Regions from separate parts of the Mus musculus genome. Here region 2 is linked to region 1. A link is a contact called in public HiChIP or PLAC-seq data. All regions are on one chromosome and are shown on one strand. The core of a region is the stretch at or near the end of the contact, and the rest is flanking DNA. Distances in the headings are between cores, read along the strand shown.

Evidence for each region. HiChIP or PLAC-seq counts read pairs in DNA pulled down with a chosen protein or histone mark.
Region 2: an H3K4me3 HiChIP or PLAC-seq map of the 230-238 cell line shows a contact between it and region 1, with 23 read pairs. The contact joins two enhancer-like sites. A contact is called at or near these places in 2 of 15 datasets of contacts at CTCF or cohesin (the G1E-ER4 cell line and pro-B cells), 13 of 484 Hi-C or Micro-C datasets (the G1E-ER4 cell line, LSK cells, adipose-derived mesenchymal stem cells and 7 more) and 2 of 115 datasets of contacts at active chromatin or transcription factors (the 230-238 cell line and large pre-B cells).

The regions. Positions count from the first base shown.
Region 1 is chr4:85,951,456-85,957,062 of GRCm38.p6, forward strand. It overlaps a transcript of Adamtsl1 not described here. Among named protein-coding and RNA genes, the nearest start is that of Adamtsl1, 100 kb to the right of the region's middle. Within about 2 kb of position 2,291, at least 24 of the 459 cell types and tissues checked have an H3K27ac peak or open chromatin away from gene starts, as enhancers often do. A contact at or near this core is called in the 230-238 cell line, where this site is marked.
Region 2 is chr4:86,017,732-86,023,338 of GRCm38.p6, forward strand. It overlaps a transcript of Adamtsl1 not described here. Among named protein-coding and RNA genes, the nearest start is that of Adamtsl1, 33 kb to the right of the region's middle. Within about 2 kb of position 3,145, at least 64 of the 459 cell types and tissues checked have an H3K27ac peak or open chromatin away from gene starts, as enhancers often do. A contact at or near this core is called in the 230-238 cell line, where this site is marked.

The DNA of each region.
Region 1 (5,607 bases), core at 1,041-3,540:
GATGTATGTTAATCAAGATGGGCTTTCGGGTTCCAAAGGCCTATGTTCCTGTATATGGATCAAATGTAAGTTCTCAGATATTGCTCAGCACCATGCCTGCCTGTTACTATGCTCCCCACCATAATAGTCATGGACTCACCCTTCAAAACAGTATGCAAGCCGCCAGGTAAATGCTTTCCTTTATAAGATGCTTTGGTCACAATCATGGTGTCTCTTTGTAGCAATAAATAGAACACTAACAAAGACACTGGAACTGAAATTGCAGACATTTGTGAGTTACCATGCAGGTGCTGGAGACCAAACTAGGCCCTCTGCAAGATCAACTGCTGAACTATTACTCCATCACTACACCATTCCCCCACCCTCACCCAACTACACCTTTCATAATAGTGCATTCCTTGGTATTCTCAACAGATTCTTCTAAAATCCAGGGAGATTTTGGAGATAATAACCACCTAGATCTACCACACCAAAAATCTGCCTCTGGTGTAGGCATCCCCAACTAGTCCAAGGAGAGCCCTGTGATGTAATTCCTACTGAAGTCCCCAAGTTACCACGGGTCCTTTTTATCCTTTCTTGTTACTTGTGACAATCTAGCTAGGATTTTTACTAGGGTACTAGGACGAGAACAGGGTAGACTGGATAATGTCTTGTGTCTTTCAACTTGTGTCCCCTCTTTACTGAAACCTCAATGTTTCCTGACCAGGAACGGGATGGCAGTAGCTAGCATGTGTTGGGGAAGTATTGTAGACTAGGAACTATGGAGGGATTTTTCCGTATGGGGAGCTATCACACCGTGGAATTTTTCAGTTTCCCTTTGACATGGACTCTACCAATGTTTTTCTTCCTTGGTTGTAACATTTTGTCACCCATGGAAAAATGTACACAAAGATAATTGGCCCCATTCAAGGAAATTCTGACTTAATTTGAATTTAGTACAAATTGAGCCCAGGAAAAAATGTTAACGTTCTCTATGTAATTCCGTGCGATCCAAGCTCCATTCATCACTGCTCTTTCATATTACTACTTGATAGGGATCGCCTTTTACCTCAGTGCTCACCGGAGCCATCATGAAAAGAAGCGACTCAAGTAGACAAGTAAAGAGATGACAAAACATAAGTTCATATGTTCCTCAAAGAAAGCCTGTTTCACACATTAGTGGAAATATGATCTAGCCTCTTATGTTTGCCTGACCTATTATGGTAGGAAACACTGGTGTGTGTGTGTGTGTGTGTGTGTGTGTATGTGTGAGAGAGAGAGAGAGAGTATGAGTGACTGCATAGCCTATTTTATAAATATTAATTAAGAAATACTAAAAATTTTAACCATAGATTAAGAAAAAATAAAAAATTTCAAACACAAAATAAGAAATATGAGACCTCGATGAAGACCAGTGGTCTGGTCGGGCCTCAGTGGGAGAGGATATGGTTAGGCTTACTAGGAATGGATGTCCCAGCAAGGAGTGGTACCCAAAGAGGGTTTCCCATTCTCTGAGGAGGAAGGGAGAGGGTAATAGGGGAAGGATTTATAAGGGTGGGACTGTGAGTGGCAGGGGGAGCTGTGATCAGGATGTAAACTGAATAAATAAATTAACGGGGAAAAAAAGACCAGTGGTCTAAAGCTGGATTATATTGTTTCAAATCCTCTCATGCACACCATTGCTCTGTGAGCCTAAACAAGTCACTTCACTGCTCACTGCATCTATAATCTGCGAAACAGGATGCTAACTACAACCTCGTATCTGTTCCTTGGGTTGCTGGGAGTTAAGGCATGTCACACATACACCGCCAGACACCTTAGTGGCCAGCTGTGTACACACAAATATTTGATTTTTTTCCTAATGGAATTATGATTATTCCCATCATCTGACATTTGTGAAGTCTCTGTGCTTACTAAACAATAACTTTATAAAGCCTTAAACTACTGTTTTGCGTTCTTTATTTTTTGTTTTTGTTTTTTGAGACAGACTCACTCTGGTAACCTAGGTTAGACTCAGGCTTTCTTGGTTCCTGTCTGCTGCTGGGATTCTAGGCATGTGGAAACATGTCCAATTCTGTTTTGCCTTCATTAAATATGTTAGAGATGTGGGACTTTCTATGTCTAAATGTTTCCTGTAGGTGTCTGAGTTTGGGTGACTGAATGAGGTGTAAATAGTGATTATCGTCAGAAATCTGTTTGTAAAGGCCTGGTATGAGTGGCCGTTGGAGCCACACAATTTATCTCTCATAACACAAGGCAAGATGAACTATGAGGGTGATGATGGCCTCCAGCCAGAGGCTTGGCCTCTGACTTCACAAAGGCCAGCCAATGGGACATGTGGCTATACTAGACCTATTCTCAGCAGAAAGCAACTTCCTCTTTCTTAGACCTCCCCTTCTGGGAAAAATAGTGGTGTGAGAAAATGAGAGAAGATAAGAACGGTAGCTTGCATTCACTTTCATCTTGCATCTTTGCAATACTCTGCAAAGCCATTAGATTTTAAAACGAACCTTCTAATAAATGGCTTTTGACCTAGGCAATGATTATTTGACCAGACTAAAATCCACAGACTGCTACCCGAGTATGAAAGAGAGAGGTGCGTGTGAGTCTCTGGTGTCTGGCACATGGTCAACAATAACCCACCTGCTATTGTGAACTGTTCTTCAGAAGTGCGGTACAGGCAGAGACATGCTTCATAACTTTCAGCATGAGAGCCTCTAAGGTTGAAATAGCATTGGGGGGAAATGCTATTTCATTTTTATGAAAATGGGAGGCACTATAGAAACTATTTTTTAACATATTGATATTCTCCCATCTTGTGCCACATTAAACACAGTATATCTGACCTGGTTAAGGTGATACTTCTCAGGTGACGAAAAAGTAAGTCCAAATCATCTCCCAATCAATATCCTGTTTCCCATACTGAGTCTGATTCAAAACCAGGCTCCCTTCTTCACCTCTGGATTCAGTCTTTCCCCCTCCTCCTCCTCCTCTTCCTCTTCTTCCTCCACCCCCTTTTTCCTCTTCCCCCCACCCACCTTAGTTATTTGCTGTGTACATTACTTTCAGAGTCTTTTTCTTTTTTACTTTCAAAATCTTTAAGTTTCACATTTCAGTGACACATACTGTGGTACCTGATGACATGTTTACATTTTATAATGATCAAATCTCAGCAAATTACATGTCTAGCTCTTTAAATGTTATTTCTCTTTGGTGCCATGGCCAGAACTCCTCTCTTACAGCTATTCTAAGATATACAATCAAATCTCTTTCACTTAAGTAAACCCTTCATTTCCTTTGCCTGTCTGAGTATCCCTGGCGAATCCATGTACAGAGACTTCCTACCATCACCAAAGCCAGTGATGGCAAATCAAGGCAAGCTGAGTGGTAAAACAGATTGATAGAGTAGGGTTGTCTAAGACCAAAGAGGAGAGTTAAGCAGATGGCAGAAGAAATGGTACAGAGTAAACATCCCTTTCTAAAACAAAGAATAGGTGCATAGAAGTAAGCAATCTGACCAAAGCCAGGATGAAGGCAAATATCAAAGCCTGGAGCTCCATGCCTAGTGTCTGGGGCTGCAGCAGCCCCACCCCTGTAGATCTGCTCTCAGCAGCACACATAGCTTCTTTCTTAGACTAGATTCAACCCATGCCTTTAGATGTCCTTGTTAGATATCCCCTGGTTCTCCAACATTCTGGGCTGTCCATTTCAACCTACCCTTCCTAGGTAACTTCAGTGGCTTCTTGGGGTCTCTTTCAGGTTATCTAATCCTTCAGTAAATGATTTGGCTTAAGAGGTTAAACTCCACATACATGTTGTGGCACACACACACACACACACACACAGAGAGAGAGAGAGAGAGAGAGAGAGGGAGAGAGAGGGAGAGACAGAGACAGAGAGAGACAGAGAGAGAGGAAAGACAGAGAGACAGAGAGAGGATACATATACATGCAAATACATGCACACATAGAGAACGTATGTGCACAAGCACACATGGACACAGACACTCAAACACACACACAAGATCTTGAAACAATGAAAGCAAAAGCTATCATTTCTACTGAGCTCCTGTAGTAAGAACGACTAGATCAGGCCAAACCAAAATAGAGTCACTTCTGCTAAATGTCAGATAAGCAAATTGAAACTGTAAGGAATCAGATGATCTCTGGACAGATCAGTATTTCCTGAATACAGGAGACTTCAATCTACCAGAGTCAGTGTAATCATCAAGTGTCCTTATACATGTCTAGAAAAGCACTCTGCAGTAGCCTTCCATTAGCCAATCAGCTTTAGCCAGTTGTTCTGGTTTCCTACATGCTGAATATTGTCCAGTGCTCTCTTATTCTAGTTCGTAAACTGAAGGCTGCCCTGACTCATGAATATCAGATGAAAGCAAGTTTTATTAATAATTAAAGTAGTTGTAGCTTTGGGTTTTTGTTTTGTTTTTATTTTGTGAATTGTTGCTATAACAATGGAGTTGAATTTATTTTGTTGTTGTTGTTTGCTGTCTTGATTTTGTTTTTCTAGGTTGTTATTGATGTTATTGTTGTTGTTATGACAAATGGAGATGAGTTTAAAGTCCAAGTAACAATGTGCAGAAGAGAATAGGACATTGCCAGGGTTTATGAAAGAATTTCCCAGCTACTGTGAAGTTAAGAATCTATTTAAAGGGAAAGTGGTTTTGTAAGGGGCAAGGAGATAAGAAAGTAGATGGTGATTCCCATGGGGTGAAGGAAGTGCAGACCAGGACTGTGTCAGGGAACAAATTCAAGACGGCTGCATAGAGGCGCACATGTGAGGGAGGTGAAGAGATGGGCGGCGTTTCCCATCTGTGTGTTCTTAGTCCATTTCCTTTACTCTGTCATCCCTCGGGGGTTACGGGCTTTTACTAAAGTCTCTTTTCCTGCTTTGCCATCCCATGGGCATAAGAAATAAAGCAAGCTCTAAATGGGACAGCTGAACTTTGGGACCCTGGGCTGTTAAAATAAGAAATGCTGAGTGCTTTCCTGCTCTCTCTTCCTTCCAGCCTTTCTTCATGATGTCCTCTTTCCATTCTGTGTTCATATTTCTTCATCTGTTTTAAGCACTTTAAGATGCTTTCCCTATTTAATCTCCAACACCTTTCCTGTATAGGCTATATGTGCTCTGTTTTACATAACTTGTTGATGAAGGGTTCAGAAAGATGATTATGGGACCTAGTGGGTTACAGAAGAAAAACTCAGAAGACACTGGTTAAATGAGGGACTGGAAGGCTGTGCACAAAAGCGAAATTGGTAAACCATAAATGCTAAGTGAGGCAATGCAAAATGAACAAATGGTGTTGGATAACTGTTGAAATACAAACTGTCCAGGAGATAAGGGAGCCATAAAATAAAGGGATAGATGTCTATCCTTTCAATGGATATTACAAGGCAGCATGCATTTTGTATCCCTTCTCTCTTCTCCAACCAATAACCGAAGCAGTTATTTTAAAGTTATAAATAATCCTTTAGTTGTTGATGTTGCTTTCCTGGCCATTCCATCTGGGAGAAGAACATAAAACGTAGCTACCTACCATGAAGCAAAGAGCAGCTTAATGAAAAACTTTGGGAAGGAAGAAAGTGCTCTTTTTTCATAAATAAACTTCTA
Region 2 (5,607 bases), core at 1,895-4,394, 67 kb after region 1:
ACTTAGATAACCTGTGATCTTTTACTCCAAAATAATTGGGAGAAATTTAAAGTAGTAATAATTCTGGGTAGAACTAGAATGGAGGCTCCAGTAATGGCAAGGACAAGGTCCAACAGAAACAGAATGGGGGGGGGCACCTTAGAGGGTCTGGATTGGTTGAGGACTACTTAAAAAGAGATTAGTAAAAAATAAAATCAGGAATGGAAGTTGATGAAAACTACACAGGACTGTCAGTGTTCAGTGGGGGAGGGGGGCGTGAGGGGGGGGGGGTTGGGGCCAGACTTGGAGAGTGTAGTTGAGCATCTTACCACTTTAAAACCCTTTTTACCCATCTACAGCCAGTGTTGCTTCCTCCTTCTCCCAGTGGCATCAACCTGTACTGCTTTAATGTTTGGCTTGAGTTCAGCTCTTTGCTCTTGAAACACCCTTGATCCTAAGTTCTTGAGTGTGAGCCACCTTTTCTCTTTCCTACCCTCTGTAGATGGACTTCTAACAGTAGTCTACCCTGGTTCTCAACTTCCTCTTATTAATTAAGCTGGGAATCAAGTCTCTGGCCCATTGTTCATTTCTTCTCCCCACTGATCTTTTATACTGCCTTTGTCAAGGTCCCCTCTTTGTGTTTAACAGTTATTTCAACCCATTTTCCTTTACCTGTTGTAATTGGTATAATGAACTCCTCCCTCCTCTTGGAAAAATCTATATTTAGTTCCAAGAACCACCTACTTTTGATTTTATCACTCCTCAGTGAAATCACTTAGAGGCCCCTTTTGTGATGAAGAGCTGCCTGTGAAGGGTATTGGGGAATTGTCATGGTAGATATACCTGTTACAGCATAAGGAGGGCAAGAGGAATACAGAGAAGGAAGCTGATCCACTGCAAGAATGGAACCAGCTGTAAGAGGAACTGCTAATGCTAAAATAACCTCAAAGTTGTCCTATAGACTGAAGCCAGCATCTGGGCATTGGATCTGGGCAACTGCCAGTCACTAGCTATAGGCAACCATCTAAAAGAACTGTAATTCCAGAAAGGGTATAGGCAATGCTTCCAAGGGGTTCCAACTGAGGGGTACTGTCCATCACAGGAATCTTACACTATGCATTCCCAAGCTAGACTCTACTTATACAAGCATCCTCTGGAAAATCTGCAGCTTAAGTTGCCAAACTCAGTGGCAGCAGTGGCATCTGGTCCACTAGTTTGGAGCAGCTATAGTCCAACCTCTACTTCATCTACCTCTTTGTGTATACCATGTCCAAGTATTTCTATGTCCTGTAAATGTTGTAACATTACTATCTAATGCAACTAGCCCTTCTTTCTACTTCCAATGCCAGTCTTCTCATTTGGCTTCTCTATCACCCATCCCCAGTGTATACCAATGAGACTGCTCTTAGTCACTGCACTAGGATACTGTATTACGCAATTTTACTTACAATTACTTACAATTCTTAACTGCTGTCTCACTGAACATGGCCAGGTCTAAACTCCTTAGGAGATTACAGAAGTTCTTTGCTGACCTACCTTATGCCACTGCTTCCCCTCTCCCTCTCCCCCTCCCCTCCTCCTCTCCCTCTCCCTCTCTCCCTCCCCTTCCCCTCTCCCTCTCCCTCCCCCTCTCCATCTCCCTCTCCCCCTCTCTCCCTCCCCTACCCCTCTCTCCTCTCCCCCTCTATCCCCCTTTCTCTCCCTTTCTCCCTCCATTCCTCCCTCCCTGAATTCTCCTTGGATACTTTCCCTTAGCTAACTGGCTCTGTAGTGTCTAACTTACAGACCATAGTCTTCAGAGTATAGAGGGTGACCCCAACACTAGATCACATTCTATTTAGAAGTCATTTCTTCTCATCAAGAGGCAAAGCCCTTGATCCAGAACAGTGATAAGGCAGGCATTTTCCTAAATACCAGGATTAATCCCAGGAGAACACATGCCCTTTGGGGCTTCCCAGCTTTGGCAAGAAGACAGCTCGACCCTGTTTGCTAGGCTAATCCCAGACTGAATGTTGCCACTAAATCCTAACTGAGCAGGACTTATGTACCAGCTGTTAACACTGATACACACTCGGTGCCAAGACCAGGCACCATTCCCCAGGCACTGATACATGCTTGCCTGCTAATCCCCCTGCCTGCTGGAGTGACAAGGAAAGGAGCCAGGTCACCGTGAGTCAGTGGAGAGCAGGCAAAAGCTCTGCCACTGTGAGTGTGCCTGATGGCGAGTGGTATACCATGCTGTGTTCATTCTAACATCAAAGCAGATAGCATCAAGTTATTTTCATTGGCCTTAAGTTCCAAGAAAGCAGTCATTGGTCATTTCTGGACTTGATCATGAAAGAAACAAAGAGGCAGAAAAACTGAGAAAGAAACAGAAAAGGGACAAAAGAAGAAAGCAGAGAGGTGTCAGAATTGGGTTTTTTTCTTTCTTTCTTTCTTTCTTTTTATTAATTAGTTTATTTTTTACACGCCATATTTTATCCACACACACCCCAGTCCACCCCAACTGTTCCACTTCCCACACCTCCTCCCCACATCCAGTCTCCACGTGGATGTCCCCCACCCCCACCCCACCTAACCTCTAAACTCCCTGGGGCCTCCAGTCTCTTGAGGGTTAGGTGCATCATCTCTGAATGAACACAGATCGGGTAGTCCTCTATTGTCTGTGTGTTGGGAGCCTCATATCCGCTGGTGTATTGTTAGTTTTAAATTTTAACTTTTGATGAAAACAGAGCCTTCCCTGAAGACAATAGCTACATTTTGTCTTCAGACTAACAGCGTTGTTGTTTGATCTCTCAGGGGGAACCCAACACCACCAGGACAGCCACACACAGGCACTGAACTCTGCCTCCTGGTCCCTTGGGTAGTGATGGGTGCATATCCTTTGGGGTCAGCAGGACCTGAAGGCAGGATGTTAGAACCACCTTCCCACTGTGAAACCCCTTCCTGGGGTTTCAAGCTTGTCCCTTCTTCACCTCCCTCTTGTACTGAATTCTTCTTTGGCTCGAGAATGTTACCCTAGAAGGGGAGACAGCCCCATAGGCTTCCTCATGGCCTCCACCATTTGCTGTTGTTGGCTGCAAGTCCCGTGCCAGGAGCCAGAGGCTCAGCGAGTGAGGACCCGTGCTCAGCTTACCCAAACAGCAGGCTGCAGGCAGTCAGCACACGCTGGGCAGCTGCCTTCTGCTCCACTGGTGATGACGCCAGCTCCTGCCTCAGATGTGCAGTCGCTTAGAGTGCCAAAGTCCCATCCCCCTCCTGCATCTATACAGAGTCCCCTGGTGCAGGTCATGAGTGATTGGCAGTTTCTTTCTTTCTTTCTTTCTTTCTTTCTTTCTTTCTTTCTTTCTTTCTTTCTTTCTTTCTTTTTTTTTTACGTTTTCCAGTGGATCCATACTGTTTTACAGCCAAATGTCTTTGAAAGTTCTTTGGCAGTGCATTCCTGAAGCATGCTATTAAACAACATCGTCCTCATAAGCTCATAATTGCAATTCCAGGGTCTTTCTTGTTCTGCATTGTCACATCCCTGGAGCAGTAGAGTCTAAAGAGAAAGCATTCCCCAGGCCTTTATCTTCTCAGGACCAAGGGCCTCTCCTCCCACTGATGTCCAACAAGGCCATCCTCTGCTACATATGCGGCTGGAGTCAATGCTGCTCTCACTGTGGGCTGAGGCCATTCCATTCGTGGCCTCCAGGAACGCGCATATTTAATTTTTTTTGTCTTCTTAATGTCTCCTATTATAGAAAAAAAGTGGGTTCCTTTTGATTTTGTTTTGTTTTGTTTTGTGCAGTCAGAGAGCAATGAAGACTAGATTACATCTTAACATTCACCTTCCTTGTGATTCCTTGCTAAGGATGTTCAGTTAGGGAAACATACGGGACAGAGATGCACAAGTGGAAAGCACCGCCATAATGCAAATAAATTATCACAGAAACAAGGCTTTGTTTCTCTCTTGCCAGTCTTACCACTTTGCACCCCCAACCCCCCCCTCCCCGGGCCTGGCATTTGGAACCTTCTCAATCCATGTTAGTCTGCATGTTTGTCCCTCATCAAAGAACAGATGTGTGAGCATTTACAAGTTACTTTTATATCATGATATAGCATGATGTATGTCTCACCACACATGAGTTATATATTTGTATCTGATACCTATTTAGTCCGTGTTTCAGAAGTCATAATGAGTTATCAATAGTGTCTTCTTGTACATTCTTGAATGCCATATTTTGAATGTCATGTAATCTAAATGCTTTGAAACATGACATAGCAGCACTGCAAATTACTAGGTGTTAACAAAATTATCTGCTCTGTTGCCCATTCTTCCTTCCACTCATCCAACAACATCAGGTCCAGTGGTCATCTTGACATCAGATACAGTTGCCATCTTGACATCAGATCCGGTTGTCATCTTGACATCAGATCCAGTTGTCATCCTGACAGACATCAGATACAGTTGTCATCTTGACAAGCTTACTTCATCAAAAGTAGCTTACTAAATTATTGTGTAAATAAAACCAATATTTTATTCTAGTGAGCACTAGATATTATCACATGTGTGTTTCCTTCATTTAATCTTCATTTTGATTTTTTATTTTGTTTTTTAGTGTGGTCACAGAGCAGTGAAGAATAGATTACATCCTAGTTTCTTAAAATTGAGCTTTGCTAAATGTGTGTTACATTTCAAATTACGTAGTACATCTTAATGAGAGATTTAACACATTTACTTTTTCTAGTGATCACTATTAGAAATGGCAGGATAAAATAATGAAAAGTTTTATTTTTCACATGCAGAAATCACTTGACTTAATATCTTTGATTGAGCTACTAATATTCCAGCATCCAGTTTAATATTCCCTTTATGATCATTCACAGGCTGATATGGTCTACTTCATTAGGAAAAGTAATAATTTATGGTGAGAAATTTAAAAAGAACTTTTTAGAATATTGGTCGGGCATAAAAAGTGTGCTGATTATGGTATACCATAGATGAACCCCAAAACATGATAAATAAAAGATGTAAGACACTAAAGGCCATAATTGATTCTATTTATATTTGATGTCCAGAACACTTAATCCTATGGAAGTATAAGAAACTAAGAGCAGTGGGAAGAGGGAATAGGTGGGTGATGAGAATATTCTAGAACTACATGTTGTTGATAATAATTGTGGGTACACCAACTTAGAGTCAAAAATCACAATTTTTATAAAAGGAGAAAAATACCCATTTGCTTCATCTTCTATGGGGAAATTATGAGTCTCTATGGGGAAATTTATACTTGCGGGAGATTCATGAGAGTTGGTAAATATTAGCTTTCAGTCACAAGACTGTGATCCACTCTTACTTTCTAATTAGTCTTAAAACAAGACAGGATTTCAGACTCCTTCCCTCTTTGGGGATAAAAAGGAAGATCTTTGAAACTCACCCTGGACTGGCATCGGAAGAGAAAGAATTCACTCCAGAGAATACAAACAAAGCCACAGCCTCATGTGTGATGTCGTACGATGAAGAATGACATGAAGCCCCTTTAAAGGCCTCCCGAGTTTGGGAAAGGAATCCACTTTTTAAAATCTATAACAGGAGATGCTAAGAAGACAAAAACTTTGAATATGTGCGTCCCTGGAGGCCACGAA